Regions from separate parts of the Canis lupus genome. Here region 2 is linked to region 1. Evidence: chromatin contacts called from public Hi-C data. All regions are on one chromosome and are shown on one strand. The core of a region is the stretch at or near the end of the contact, and the rest is flanking DNA. Distances in the headings are between cores, read along the strand shown.

Region 1 (7,391 bases), core at 1,864-4,363:
GATCGAATCCCACATCGGGCTCCCGGTGCATGGAGCCTGCTTCTCCCTCTGCCTGTGTCTCTGCCCCCCTCTCTCTCTCTGTGTGACTATCATGAATAAATAAAAATTAAAAAAAAATAAAAAAAAATAAAGACACAGCTGAGGGGTGCCTGGGTGGCTCAGTCTTCCTTGAACTCAGGTCATGATCTCAGGGTCCTGGGATCAAGTCCCAAGTTGTCAGGCTCCCTATTCAGCGGGGTCTTCTTCTCCCTCTCCCTTTGCCCCTCCCCCTGCTTGTATTCTCTCTCTCACATGTTCACTTTCTCTCAGATAAATAAAATCTTAAAAAAAAAGAATGAAAAAGAACTATAGCTGAAGGTACAATATAAACAATTAAAAATTAAAATGATTTTCCCATATGCTTTCCAAAAGTTCCTTTTTTCCAACATGCAAAATTATTTTAAAGTAAACAAATGCATGTTATAATTAGTGAGTGTGAAATTTTAAAATTAGAATTATTTAAATAGAGCTGAAGTTTTTTGGAAAATTTAATAAATTATATTAAATATTCTTATTAAAATATGATTCTCATTATTAGTGTTCAATGTCCATGGGGTTGTTAGGGTAAAGAATTGGTACACTTCAAGCATCTTGCATCTAGACAAACATATATGAATTTAAGAGAAATATAAATTATTTAACTTTGTAAAATGTTCCTCCCAAACCAAGTGCAAATGTTGCAAATACTGCTGTAATCTATGAGCGTCTCCCAAACACAAAAAGCAAAATAAAATAAAATAAAACAAAAACACTCAGAAACTCTCTGGAAAACAATTCCTTTTTTAAAAAAGATTTTAAAAACTTATTTTATAGTGAGAAGGAGACAGCATGAATGGGATGGGCATAGGGAGAGAGAGAAAGATAATCTAAAACCAACTCTACAGTGAACGCAGAGCACCACATAGGACTTGATCCCAGGACCCTGAGATCAGCACCTGAGCCAAGAGTAAGTCGCTCAAGGAAATGTGCCACCTAGCCACCCCGGGGAAATGACTCTTTGCGCAACAATCTATTGCATTGATGCTATCAGAGAAGCAGGGTTTAACACATTAATTAATTTGTCCTTTCTCTTACCTAAGCATTTCTGCATGCCCATCCTCTCTGTACTAGTTTGTATGTAGGAGCAGAGGTGGAAAAGCATGTCGCTGGGATCCAGTGTTAAGTAAGGAGAACGATCAGTGTGGTCCAATTCAGGGGGCCCTGGGCAGGGACCCCTGCAGCCTTGGTCTAAGGGTAGGGCTGTTCATAAGGTCACTTCCTACTAGGTCTCAGCCACAGAAAGGCCTTCCCTGACTGTCCTGGCTGACTGCAGGGGTGGCCTCCTCCCACCTCAGCCATCCTCTAGCAATGAACACTCTGGGAAATCACATCTTATCTTATTTGCTGATTGTTTATTATCTCCCCCCCCCAAAAAAATGGACTTTGTAGTGTCTACTTTATATACTCAGCAATTATAAGAGAGCGTGGCATATGACAGGCCCTCCATAACTATTTGGTTGGTAGTTGAACACCTCTGACTTTATAATTCTGTAGGGACAGCAGCCGGGTTCATTTATTTTTGTAATGCTTTAATGCTTCCTGGGACGTCCCAAGATGGTGAATGGGGCTAAGAGAGGTTAGAGGCTTGGCCTCTAACCCAGTGTAAGAATTGGGGCTTGAAACCATCACTCCTAACCAGAAAATGAGGGTTTTTTCCTGTATACTGCTAGAAGGAAGAAGGGGGCTGAGAGCTGGTGGCTGCCTTGGAAACAGAAACCCACGCCAAGGGCGCGTGTCTTCCCCTAGGGGGCAGTGGCTGCACACGCGTGGATGCCTCCCCGACTTGGTCAGACCCTAGAAGGTGGTGATGAGAGCCCACACCTTCATCTTCACCTTCACGCAGATTCCAGAAGGCCCACAAGACATTCTGATCACATGAAGCCTGTAACACCAGCTCTGTAGATGTCAGCTCTGTGTTTCCAGAAAGGATGGATTCCCTGCCTGTACCCCATCTTTGTCCAGGTAGAAAGTTAGAATGTAGAGCAAATACATCTCTGTTCCTTTCTGCTTTTCAGATACCTTATTGCTGGTGTTTCTCAATGTACACAAATGTTTTGTTGTGGAGGGCCTGTCCTGGGCATCATAGAATGCTTAACTGCATCCTGGACCTCTGCACACTAGTCACCAATAGTACTCACAGCCCTCTCCCCGACACACACACACACACATACACACACACTGTTGTGACAACCCAAAATGTCTATGGACTTCACCAAATGTCCTGGGGGGAAGGGAGGGGTGAAATCACCCTGGTTGGAGAATCCCGGCCTTGTTGTAAAACACCAAACCCAAGCTGCCTGTGGAGTAGATGTTCCGGAGTTCAGTTGTGAGCTGAGGTTCAGGAGACGGCTGAGGAGGAATTCACAAATGTTCTCAATGGAGGATCTTGCGATTTCCGTGGAAACTTTTCTTCCAGCAACAGTTAAATTTTTATCATCTCCAAATGGCAATCAGAGGCAAATTAAGTGGTGTTTATCCTCCTGGCTATGAACTCTAAACCGAGCGCAGGGGATTTGGGTGGTGGTGGTGGTGGTTGTTTTGTCTGCACGGTTCTTTAGTCCCCGGGAGTCACTGATCTCCCTTTGACTGTTGTTGTTTCTCACTCGGCCTCCCCCTCTACCAGACAGGCATAATGACTGGCAATCATCACATCGCAGGGCAAAGTGGTCGGCTGCCACCCCCGCAACGCAGGACTCAGCCGGTCCCCAGAGCCTGCTCTCTGGAGCCATTGCCTCTTTTGTTTTGTCAGGGGGACTGCAGTTTTGTCTCTTGGCTCTCGCTGAATGAAGGGAACCTTAAAACATCATGTGGCTGCAAATGGCTTCGTCTAAGCTGGAAGGAGCAGTAAACAGGAAGTCAACAGCACAGGCGAAATAAAAGTGATCAGTCAATTAGACTGTTAGAACGACTCAAATCCCCCCCAGGCGTCTTTGGGCCAAGCCGGGCTGCGCTAATCAGGCTTGGGGACACAGGCCCGGAGCCGACCCGCAGGGAGGCCCACAGGGAGCCACCAGCGCTGCCCGCGCCAAACGGCTCTGAGAGCCAAGGATCCGCCGGGAGAGGCAGACCAATGCGGCCCCCATGCATGCGTGGAAATCGTCGCAGCCAAGTTGCAGGACTTACATGACAATTTTTTATCCTTTCCTGGACTCAGATGAAAGGCTGCTCTGTGAGTGGGGAGTACAATTGCCCTGGCACTCCGGCCCACATCTGGCTGCGTCTGTGGGACTCCAGATTTTCACATTCAGGAAGAAACGACCCCCCAGTGTTCCAGAGACAGCGAGGGCACTGGCTCTCCGACTGCACCTCGGAGTCTGCTCCTCAGGACCCTGGCCGCCCTTCCCGGCCACCACCCAGCCCCTCTGTCTTCCCTGCCCAGCATCCTGACGGGCGGCGCCCATCCCGACCAGAATCACTGCCACACCGGTTTAGATCCTGATCCACCCTCCCCAGGACTCTTTGCTGAAAGCAGCATCGGAGGGAATTTGGGGAATGATATAAGACTCCTTTGACGTCAGTCTTAAGGGATGGGATGCCTCGAAAAACTGAGGGAGAAAAAGAGAGAGCTACTACAGGGTTGGTGTCTTATTTCACAAGGAAGGTCAGATTGTGCAGACGGGGAGCTTAAGGGCAGGGAGGGTGGGAGGGTGAGGAAGGATGTAGGAGGTAGCAAACTAGTTTGAAGTCAAAGGTTAAGAAACATTTTAAAGCCAGTTTCTAAAGGCTTCTGGGAGAAGCAGGGCATGCAACATGTTGACCACTATGATGAAAAAGTAACCCTCTCTTCAATCCCTAACCCCCATGTCCGTTGATTCTGTCACAGGCTATTCTGCAAACGCCAGCATGCAAGTGGCCAGGGTTGTCTCCCTACCAGCAGTTCCACTGTGGAGAGTGGAGACATTTTCAGGAAGGCCCCCAAGAAGACTCATGTTCTACATGATGTAAAAAAAACAGCATGATGGCAGAGCCCTGCCCTGAATATTCCGAACTAGAGTCGTAAGCAAGTTGTTTTCCAACAGTTGACACCCTCATGACTAGACTAGAGAATAAGGATCCCACCCACATGTGGGAAGGTGATTGGCTTCCAGCTTCTGCTTCAGCAAAGGCCCCCCTTCCTGGAGACACTCTTGTTGTCTGGACTCTGGGCTGCTGTATCCATGAAACTTCCATTTCCCAGATAAGCTAAGTGCCATAACTTGACCCAGCCAGTCATCATGGACAACAGATGAGCCCGTGAACAAGAGCCTCTGCCATGTGTCTGGGCTGTGTTCAGTCCTGTGGGTCATGTTAAAGAAGCCAAAACAGTCCTGGCTTCTGTGAGGCCGAGTTCTAGTTCAACACACAAGGCTAGCAAACATGCAAGGCCAAGAGCATAATAGAAGGCCATGTGATCATTCTGGCCCTCAGTGAGCTCGAGCCTAAACATTTAGGTTGAGCTTGGGACTTCATTAAAGAATATCTCACATTGTGATTTAATTTGTCCTGTCTTACCCTGTGACTTATAAACCCCTCCAGAGTAGGAAGCACAATTTACCTTTCTTAGAGTCTCATCACACACACACGCACACACGCACACACGTGTGTGTGTGCGGCTTCTAGAACTGCTGTACACTGTTAGTTTCTCATTATATTGTTACTGAATGCTTTAGTAAGTATGATTGTGTAGAACAGAATATGATTGCAGCAGGGGTTTGTGTAAGGGAGCAACCTGGGTGGGCAAGAGGAGCTGGAGTAGGGAGACTTCACTGGAGATGCAAGAGGCAATTGACAGTAAATATGCTGTGGTTCTTTTTTTTCTTTTGAAAGTAGTGATTAAAGATAACATTTAAAAAATTATAAAAGTGTACATATTCATTATGGAAAATTTGTAAAATAAAGAAAAATATAAAGAAGAAAATTTAAATCACAGATAATTTGACTCCCAGTCATATGTAAACGTACAGAATATATAATTATACACTTGTAACAAGCACTAGGAAGGCATGGATACAGAAGAGAATAATGGAAGACCCGATCTTGAATAGGGAGGCTTTTCTGGGGCTATGACCTTTACACCAGGACTGAAGAGTGGGTAGGGGTTGGACAGGTGAAGAGATGAGAGAGAGTATAAGAGGCAGGTATGTGTTAGGGAATAGAGTTTTTAAAAAGGTAAATGAGGCACACCCAGGTGGCTCAGTTACTTAAGTGTCTGCCTTCGGCTCAGGTCATGATCTCTGTGTCCTGGGATGGGTCCTGGGATGGAGCCCTGTATCAGGCTCCCAGCTGATACTTCCTCTCTCTCTCCCCCGTTCCCCCTACTAATGTGTGTGCTCTCTCTCTCAAATAAAAAAAATAAAATCTCTTAAAAATAAAATAAATAAATAAAAAGGTAAATCATACAAATATAAAATGAACGTATGCCAAAAGTTGTTTCTTTTAACTCAATTAATGAGATAACCATTAAGATGTTACAGATGTTTCATAGGAGAATGCCAAGGATATATATACATAGATGCCAAGTTGGGTGAAGGAAATCAGTTGCCCCTCCCCTGGACAGAATTTACTAGCACATGGAAATAATCATTCACACTACTCTCAGTTATCTACAGCTTTCAGACTTATAAACTAGCCTCACAGAAAATGAAAGAGGGAGATAACCAGGATAGGTAAGCTAGTCAGGACACCCACGAATTCTTTTTCTCTCCTTTCAAAGGCTTTTGTGTTTTTTCCTGACATGTGCAAAGGCACTGGGGAAGGAAAGAGCTTACTAGAACTGAAGAAAAGGAATGTTTTTAAGATGTAATGAGCAAGGAGGAGAGTGGGTTGAGATGGGTGTCATGGTGTATATCCCGGTTTGTAGCCTGCATTTTTCATTTAACAATATAGGGTGAACGTTTCTCCATAACATCCAATATCCATTCTAAGTAAGATTCTTTTTTTTTTAGGTTTATTTATTTAAGTAATCTTTACAACCCAGTATGAGGCTCTAACTCATGACCCTGAGATCAAGAGTAGCATGGTCCTTTAAAAAAAAAAAAAAAAAAGATTTAGGGCAGCCCGGGTGGCTCAGCGGTTTAGTGCCACCTTCAGCCCCGGGCATGATCCTAGAGACCCAGGATCGAGTTCCATGTTGGGCTCCGTACGTGGAGCCTGCTTCTCCCTCTGCCTGTGTCTCTGCCTCTCTCTCTCTCTCTCTGTGTCTCTCATGAATAAATAAATAAAATCTTAAAAAAAATTTATTTATTTTAGGGGTGCCTGGGTGGCTTAGTGGTTGAGCGTCTGCCTTTGGCTCAGGTCGTGATCCCAGGGTCCTGGGATCAAGTTCCACATGGAGCTCCCACAGGGAGCCTACTTCTCCCTCTGCCTGTGTCTCTGCTTCTCTCTTTCTGTGTCTCTCATGAATAAACAAATAAAATCTTTTTTAAAAAAGATTTATTTATTTGAGAGAGAAAGTGCACACAGGCGAGTGGAGGAGAGGCAGAGAGGGAGAGAGAATCTCCAGCAGACTCCCTGTTGAGCATGGAGCCAGAAGCAGGGCTGGATCTCAGGACACTGAGACCATGACCCCAGTTGAAATCAAGAGTCAGACACCCAACCAACTGAGCCATCCAGGCGCCCTATCCTTAGGGTAGATTTCTACAAGTAGAATCTCTAGATCAAAGATTATTTAAAGGTGTTAACAAAAACTGCCTTTTATTTTTTAAATAGATTTTATTCTTATTTATTTGATTGAGAGGGAGAGAGAGAGCACAAGCAGGGGGAGCTGCAGGCAGAGGGAGAGGGAGAAGCAGACTTCCCTCTGAGCAGGGAGCCTGAAGTAGGGCTTGATCCCAGAACTCTAGATCATAAGCTGAGCCGAAGGCTGATGTTCACCCAACTGAATCACCTGAGTGCCCCCCAAACACTACTTTTTAAAAAGGCTATCTCTACACTTAATGTGGGGAGATGGAGTTGTATGCTCTACTCACTGAGCCAAGTGCCACAACAAAAACTCCTTTTCAATGAAATGTTTTAGGAAAATAATGGGGTGAGGAGAGGTAGAAGCTCTGATAAAAGCTAGAAGGCCCCTGTAAGAAGAGGGTGTGAGGTGAGAGGAGTCTGAACTAGGCAAGCGGAGGGAGAGGGAGAGAGGGTCAGAGGGAGAGGTGTTTAGAAGCAGCAGCAAAGTGGTCTGGGTGTGCAGAATGGAAATGGGGGAAGAGTAAGATTTGGGCTTGTATTTGCCTTAGACAGACTTGGAAATGGGTATGTTTGGAAGAGAAACTGATTCGAGGGACATGGAGGGTGTGGGGTAACCATAGGAGTATTCAGGAGGGTGCATCTGGGTGGCTCAG
Region 2 (7,391 bases), core at 2,190-4,689, 450 kb after region 1:
ACTAGATAAAATCATTGTTCACATTTTGATATACTTTCAGTAATATTAATGTCTACTCCAATTTAAAGAAAGAAAATTTCAGACTGTTTTCAGAGCCAGAAAAATAAAAGGCTTAAAAAGACCAATCTGGGCAGCCCTGATGGCTCAGAGGTTTGGCGCCACCTTTGGCCCAGGGTGTGATCCTGGAGACCTGGGATCCAGTCCCACGTCGGGCTCTCTGCATCGAGCCTGCTTCTCCCTCTTCCTGTGTCTCTGCCTCTCTCTCTCTCTCTCTCTGTCATGAATAAATAAATAAATAAATAATCTTTTAAATAAATAAACAGATCAATCCTGTGATCATAATTTAAATATTATTAACAATGATCACCACTAGAGAAAAAATTTTAACTTAAAGGCATAACACTTTCCATGGTATTTTATTTTATTTTTAAATTTTACTTACTTGAGAGAAGGGAAAATGAGCATTGAGAGAGAGAGCACGAACAGAGGGAGGGGTACAGGGAGAAGTAGACTCCCCACTAAGCAAGGAGCCTGATGTGAGACTGGATCCAGGACCCTGGGATCATGAGCTGAAGGCAGACACTTAACTGACTGAACTGAGCTGAAGGCAGACACTTAACTGACTGAACCACCCAGGTACCCTCCATAGGATTTTAAAATCTGAAAATAAAACCACTTTATCTTGAAACTAACCTGAAAAAAAAGAAATGCTATAGATATGATTCAGATAGAACCAAATTCCTTCTAGAAATTTCACAAAAATAAGTCACAAGATTATTAAATAAAAGAAAAAAATGAAAATACATGAAAAGGGATCAAGGTGTACCTCTAATACTTGGCTGAAGCTCTCTGAGTAGGGAACATACTTATTATCTTTGTCTCCCTTGTAAAACCAGGTACATCGTCTCACTTCTGATGCTAGCTCATCCCAGTATACAGCATACCGCATCCTCTCCCCCAAATGCACATCATATCTGCCCCCATCAGTGGGGACAACTCTCCCATCACAATTTTTTCCTATCACAGATTGAAAAGGGGAAAAGAAGTACATTTATCAAAATAAATCTCCTAAAATACAATTCTGAGTATACTCTAAATAATGTTTATGAGACATAAGAATGAACATTTTCTTCTTGGCTAAACAAACAAAATGGAATTGATATTTTTTTCCACTACTTTACAAACCATCAAAACCATTCTTGGTTTTAATGATACATGAAAAAAAAATAATACCCAAACAATGTTTTGTTTTTTTTTTGAGAAGAGACAGTAATGTCCCATTAAACAAACAAACAAACAAGTATATAAGGCTTTTCTGAGCTTCTGCTTGAGGAGCCAAAGGTAAATTAACAACCGTGACCATCATGATGATAAAATAGTTAATAGCATCATTCTTGTTTCATAAAAGAAGAAAAAACAAGTGATAAATGAAGAATTCATTCTTTGCAATGTGACATGCCCCCACTCTTTATAAACAAAAACGGAAACATATGCTGGAACATAAGACATTATTAGATAACTGTGAAGAAATTACAGTAAGTACTGTTTTCAAATACAGACCAAATTCTTAAATATTATAAACCGACTGGTTAGTAATGCAAAATACGAGAGATAACTACAAAAATGCTATAGAGAAAACTAGAAAAAAAACTAATATTTTTAATGGCACTCAATATAGTAACTATTATATTAGACTGAAATAGTCTTTATTAAAAGTCATCATTTTCATCCTACCAGAACCATATGCCTCTTCCAGCTGCTGTGAATCCTCGGAGTTGAAAGGAATCCAAGTCTCTTTAGAATCTATTATTTTACAATAAAACCAATGAGGAGAAACTGGTTCATACAAACTGCCAGCATCCATGTCTAGTAGCTCAAAGGAACTACATGAGTTTGGTGACGGGGATGGATCTGACTGGGACAATTGTTCCTGCTGTGATTCCGCTGATGACATTTCGCTCTCTAAAAGACAAGATAAAAGAAACTATCGGGGAAAAAAACTTTCCAGTGAAATTGCTCTCTCATACACACACACACACACACACACACACACACCTGGTCATTTTAAGGAGCCATTTCTGAAAGAAAGACTAATCTCAAGGGGGCCACACAACTGAATTTAGAAATAACCTATAAATTAACAGCTGGATTTGAGGGGGAACTTTAAAAAAAATGCTTCTTATAGTCAAACCACCTTACATGGATTTCCCAACTCTCGGGAAACTGCATGGCTTTAGTCAGACAATAAATTATAAGACAAACCCAGAATCCCAAGAAACACATGGTCAAAAACTTGACTGCAACAAAGCGTCTCATCCCAAATCCAATCTATCACCAAAGGCAAAAAATTTACTCCAACTGTCTTAATTAACACCTATATTTTAGGCTCCAGGCCTCGATCACTGCACACTTACATACTGGATTATTGGGATCTTACAATACTGAAAGTTAAACTCTTCACTTAAGAACCTGTCACCTTTGATCGATTCTTGAAGTGTACTCGGGCACGAATTCTGAGAACCTGAACCTGGTCGGAAGCCCCGTACGCAAGCGCGCACCCACTGCCACGGCGCCAGGCTCAGGTGAAAAGGAAAGAGTGACCTCAACAGCCTCTTTCCCTCAAAGACGACTCTGCCCTAGGTGGTCCCACCCCTTCACCACTCGGACCCCTCAGCAGGGACACTGCATACATCGAGGTGCGTCCCCCCTGAGGGAAGTGAGCCGCCTGCTACCTCGGCACCGGGCGCAGAGGGATGGCAAACACCTGCCCTCCCCCGAGCCGACGCTCCTCAGGCTTCCGGCCACTGCATCTTTCTTCCCTAGCACCGATTTACCTCACAGCCACCCTGGCGTGCCCCTGCTCCCCACGACCCCGGGCCTCCTCCTGCAGCCCGGACCAGAGGTCGGAGACCTGCCTCCGCCCGCGTCCAGCCCTGCAGAAAGGAGCGGAGCGGATGGAAACACAGTAATCTCCCGGGGCCTCAGAGCGCAGGCGGCACACACGGAACCCTGGCCGCTCCCCGCGGATCGAGGTCACCCACCCCCGGGTCGGTCCTCCGGGCACCTCCCCTCTCGGCCTTGGGCATCCCGTCCTCCTCCGCCCCCGGCATCCCCACCCCGCAGCCCAGCTGGGCCTCCCTGGGCCCAGCCGCCCACCCTGGCCCGCCGCCGCTGGCTCACCTGACAGCCCCGCGGCCTTTCACACGCTCCTGCCCTCGCTGAGGGGGGCACGACACGTCCCCGCGGCAGCCTTTCCCGGGAGCCCAGGCGGGGCGGGGCGCAGCAGGGCGGAGCCTGCGGCCCCGCCAGGCTCGTGCCCAGCACTGGGCTCCACTGCGCTCCCAGCGGGCGAACAGAGGGCCGGGGACCGAGAGCAAAGGTGATGCGGCTGGGACCGCGGCGTGGAAGCGATGGGTGGGGCCCTCAGCGCGGCCCGAGACTGACAGGAAGTGTCGCGAGAGGTGGGAGGAATCGCGCGAGATGCGGCTCCTTCCTGCGGGCAGGGAAGCGAAGCGCCGGGCGTGTGGGCGGTGCGTGGGGCGTGCCCTTCGCTGGGAGTCGGCGCGCGGAAGCTCAGCGGGAGGTCGGGGGACTTGGAAAGGCGGGGGTGGGGGATGAGGTCTTCCAGGAGTAAGGGAGCGTTTTGAGTTGGACTGGAAGCGAGCTTCTTGGGGATCAGCCAGCCTCGCCTCCTCACTCGGCAGACTAGAGGAAAGAGGCGCGCCGAGCCCGGTACTACCCTGGCTGACCACACTGAAGGGCCGGGAAAGATGACCGGGTCGCAGGTGCCGCGTCCCTGGGGAGCAGTAGGACGGTAGGGCGCCGGCAGAGGCTTCCCTTCCTGCCTGCAGGGGAAAGTGGACACCCCTGGCATTTGCAAAGAAAAAAGTTATCCCTGCGTCTTCCCCCCCTCCCGCTTCCATTTATTAGGATTTCAAGGCTGCCCAAAAAGATGAGTCTAAAAAATGTAGAGGTGAGCGTCACCGCATTTAAAAGCTGCACCAGAGGTTGGAAACGAGTTAATTTTGTCCAAACAAGATGACGTAATTGAGGTGAAAAGCTTAAATGAATTTCCCACAGTCATGAAGCTCATGGCCCTGCCCTGCTCTCCTGAGTATTTAGTTTTCTGGAAGAGCTCAGATCCTTTGAGTGTTCATTAAGATACTTGCCTATTTTCTAACTAGATTAAAGGGCAAGGGTTCAGAAAATGCCTTTCAGTTTTGTTACTGCTTCAGAAATCGAGGAAAACGAATTTTGGTAACACATTCTCTTAACAGGTTCACAGCCACAGACAGCCACAAGTTTACTTTTAACACCTAGAAAGCTTATGCTCTCCAGGGAGAGGATAAAGAATGCCAGAGCTAGGGGATCCCTGGGTGGCGCAGCGGTTTAGTGCCTGCCTTTGGCCCAGGGCACAATCCTGGAGACCCGGGATCGAATCCCACGTCGGGCTCCCGGTGCATGGAGCCTGCTTCTCCCTCTGCCTGTGTCTCTGCCCCTCTCTCTCTCTCCCTATGACTATCATAAATAAATAAATAAATAAATAAATCTTTAAAAAAAAAGAATGCCAGAGCTGTCCCATTCTCTAGGACCTTGTCAGATGACGAGCTAGTATCATAGACCCATAACAGGAGCCATCATTTATACTGAGCTCTTACTATGTTTCAGGTAGGGTTGCAAGCTTTCTACAAGTGTGACCCCATTTAGTCCTCGCCACAACTTGATGAAGTACAGACTCTAGTTATCCCTATTTATAGAGGTAAAATGGCTTACCCAAAGTCTTAACTATCAGCAAGTGATGGAGCCAGAAAAATAGTGTCTCCAGAGCCTGCAGGTAAGGGACTTACCTAAAATTAGTTAAGTGACAAAACCAGACCTTGAATTTAGGTCCTCTGTCTCCAAATCTCTATATCCTCTATACCAGCTGTCCTCAATTTTTTGGTCTCAAGAACTCTTTACACTGTAATTATTGAGGACCCTAAAGAAGTATTGTTTATGTAGGTTATATCTATATTTACTAGAAATTAAAACAGAAATTTAAATATTTACTAATTCATTTAAAATAACATTAAAAACTCATTTCTTGTAAATAAAATTTTTCATGGAAAAATAACTATTTCCCAAAATGAAAAAAATCGGGAAAGAATGGCATTTTACATTTTTATAAATTTCTTTAATGTCTAGTTTAATAGGGGCAGCCCGGGTGGCTCAGCGGTTTAGCGCTGCGTTCAGCCCAGGGCCTGATCCTGGAGACTCGGGATCGAGTCCCATGTCAGGCTCCCTGCATGGAGCCTGCTTCTCCCTCTGTGTCTCTGCCTCTGTCTGTCTCTGCCTCTCTCTCTCTGTCTCTCTCTGTTTCTCAAGGAAATAAATAAAGAAAATCTTTTATTAAAAAAAATGTCTAGTTTAATAGAAAACTGTTGGATACCCCACTTTTTTATAAAAAAAAAAAAAGAAAACTGTGGGATTCTCATATTTGCTTCTGCATTCAAACTGTTACTTAGTTTTGGTTGAAGTATATGAAGAAAACCCAGCTTCCCTCAACTATGTAGTTGGAGAAGGAATCAGTATTTTAATAGCCTCTTCAGATAATTGTGACTATTTTTTTAAAGATTTTATTTATTCATGAGAGACAGAGAGAGAGAAACAGAGACACAGGCAGAGGGAGAAGCAGGCTTCATGCAAGGAGCCCGACATGGGACTCGATCCCGGGACTCCAAGATCACATCCTGGGCCAAAGGCAGGCGCTAAACCACTGAGCCCCCCAGGGATTTCCAATTGTGACTATTTTTAATACTACACTAAAATTCAACAAAAGGTGGCTTCTTAAAGGTTAGTTGCAATAGGGAATCTAAAAACCTATCAGTGAATATTTTGTACTTTGATACATTAAAATCCATCAGTCTATCTTGCACTTTGAATGGATCTTTTACCTTTACATGATTTATGACATCAAGCATTAGTGATTTGGAAAATATCAGCTCACTGTACTATTCGGTCTTCCAAATGTTAACACATTTCATTATACTATATATATATATATTTTTTTTTTAATTGTCACTGATCTCATTAGAAGAGCCTTTAAGCTGTCAAGCTCTTAGCAAATAAAAGTTCTCTAAAGTCTGCTTTTTTCTTGAAAAGTCACATTTTATCATTGGCAATACTGTCAGTTGTTTTCCTTGAATGACAAGCTCACTTTGTTTTCAAGAGAAGCTCTGTCAAATAGGTAAATCTGACTAGCCCTAGTTTCTCTGTTGTACTTTTAAATAAAAATGATGTCCCATGAAAAAAAAGTAGGCAGTTCAGTTAGCGATTCAAATAATCTATCAAGTGCTTTTTCCTCAACAGACCAGAGTGCGTGGGTATGCAGGACTGTTTTATGCATGCTATTTTGTCACACAGAATATGAAAAAGGCGTGAACATGAGGGTTAATATTTAATAAAATTAATAATTTTTACTTCAAGAACAGTATTCTTGTGAAGTGGGCACCATTTTTATTATGAATGCATGGCAGTGCATAATACAATGACTGACAATACAATTTATTTCCACTCCTTAATTCCTGCTAAAGCGCCAGTAGTTTCACCCACCATTGCTTTTGCATCAACAGTGCAAATGTCAAAAGCAGCAAAAAAAGCAAATCATGTCGCAGTATTAATAGTTTTGATCTTGTGATCCAGCATGCGTGGACTACAGCAATTAAATGTGCCCACCTTGGCATGAAATACAAAAGTAACGAATAACAGTACCTACCCTGAACGAGTTCACAGTCTTAAGAGGCAAGCAGGTAAACAAATATATCTCAAGTGTCGTAACAGAGGCAGGAACCAAATACATTGATAGTTACAAAAGGAGTTACCAAATGTCTAGGTATACCTCCAGAAATGGTCTTTTTGTAGGTCTTTGGTAGGATTCAGGAATCTGCATTTTAAACAAGCACTTCAGATGATTTAGAGGCAGATAGTATGGTATCTACACTTTGAGATCACTGCCTTAAGCAGTATAAATTTTAGGTTCCCAAGAAGGCTCAGTTAGTAGGTAGGTTCAGAAAAAGAGAATATTTATGGTATATCACTCAAAACCCACTTAATTTCACTAGCTGTTGTTTGCAGTTGTATGTATGAGAAAAAACTTAAAAGGCAAAATCTGACACAAGCTCTACATCTTTACTTTGAATTCTCTAGTGCAGGAGGCAGCAAACTTTTTGCTGTAAACGGCCAGATAAATATCTCAGGCTCTGTGGGACATAAGGTTTCTGTCACAACTAATTAGGTCTCCTGTTGTAACACAAAAGCAGCTAGAGACATTAGGTAAACAGATGAGTGTGGCTGTGTCCCAACAAAACTTGTTTACAAAAGCAGGCAGTGGGTTACATTTGGCCTCTGGTGCT

The links. Hi-C and Micro-C count contacts between places; a contact is called where the count stands out from the background.
Region 2: a contact with region 1 is called in a Hi-C map of skin fibroblasts, with 4 times the contacts expected there. The contact joins the promoter of DDHD2 here to the enhancer-like site in region 1. A contact is called at or near these places in 2 of 9 Hi-C or Micro-C datasets (amygdala and skin fibroblasts).

What each region holds. Positions count from the first base shown.
Region 1 is chr16:27,545,723-27,553,113 of UU_Cfam_GSD_1.0, forward strand. No RefSeq gene overlaps it. Among named protein-coding and RNA genes, the nearest start is that of TACC1, 12 kb to the left of the region's middle. Within about 2 kb of position 3,114, at least 2 of the 20 cell types and tissues checked have an H3K27ac peak or open chromatin away from gene starts, as enhancers often do.
Region 2 is chr16:27,993,619-28,001,009 of UU_Cfam_GSD_1.0, forward strand. DDHD2 (phospholipase DDHD2) reads right to left here and starts at 3,440. Exons shown (of 15, transcript XM_038560075.1): 1 at 3,181-3,440; 2 at 1,735-1,962; 3 at 827-1,017. The coding sequence starts at 1,954.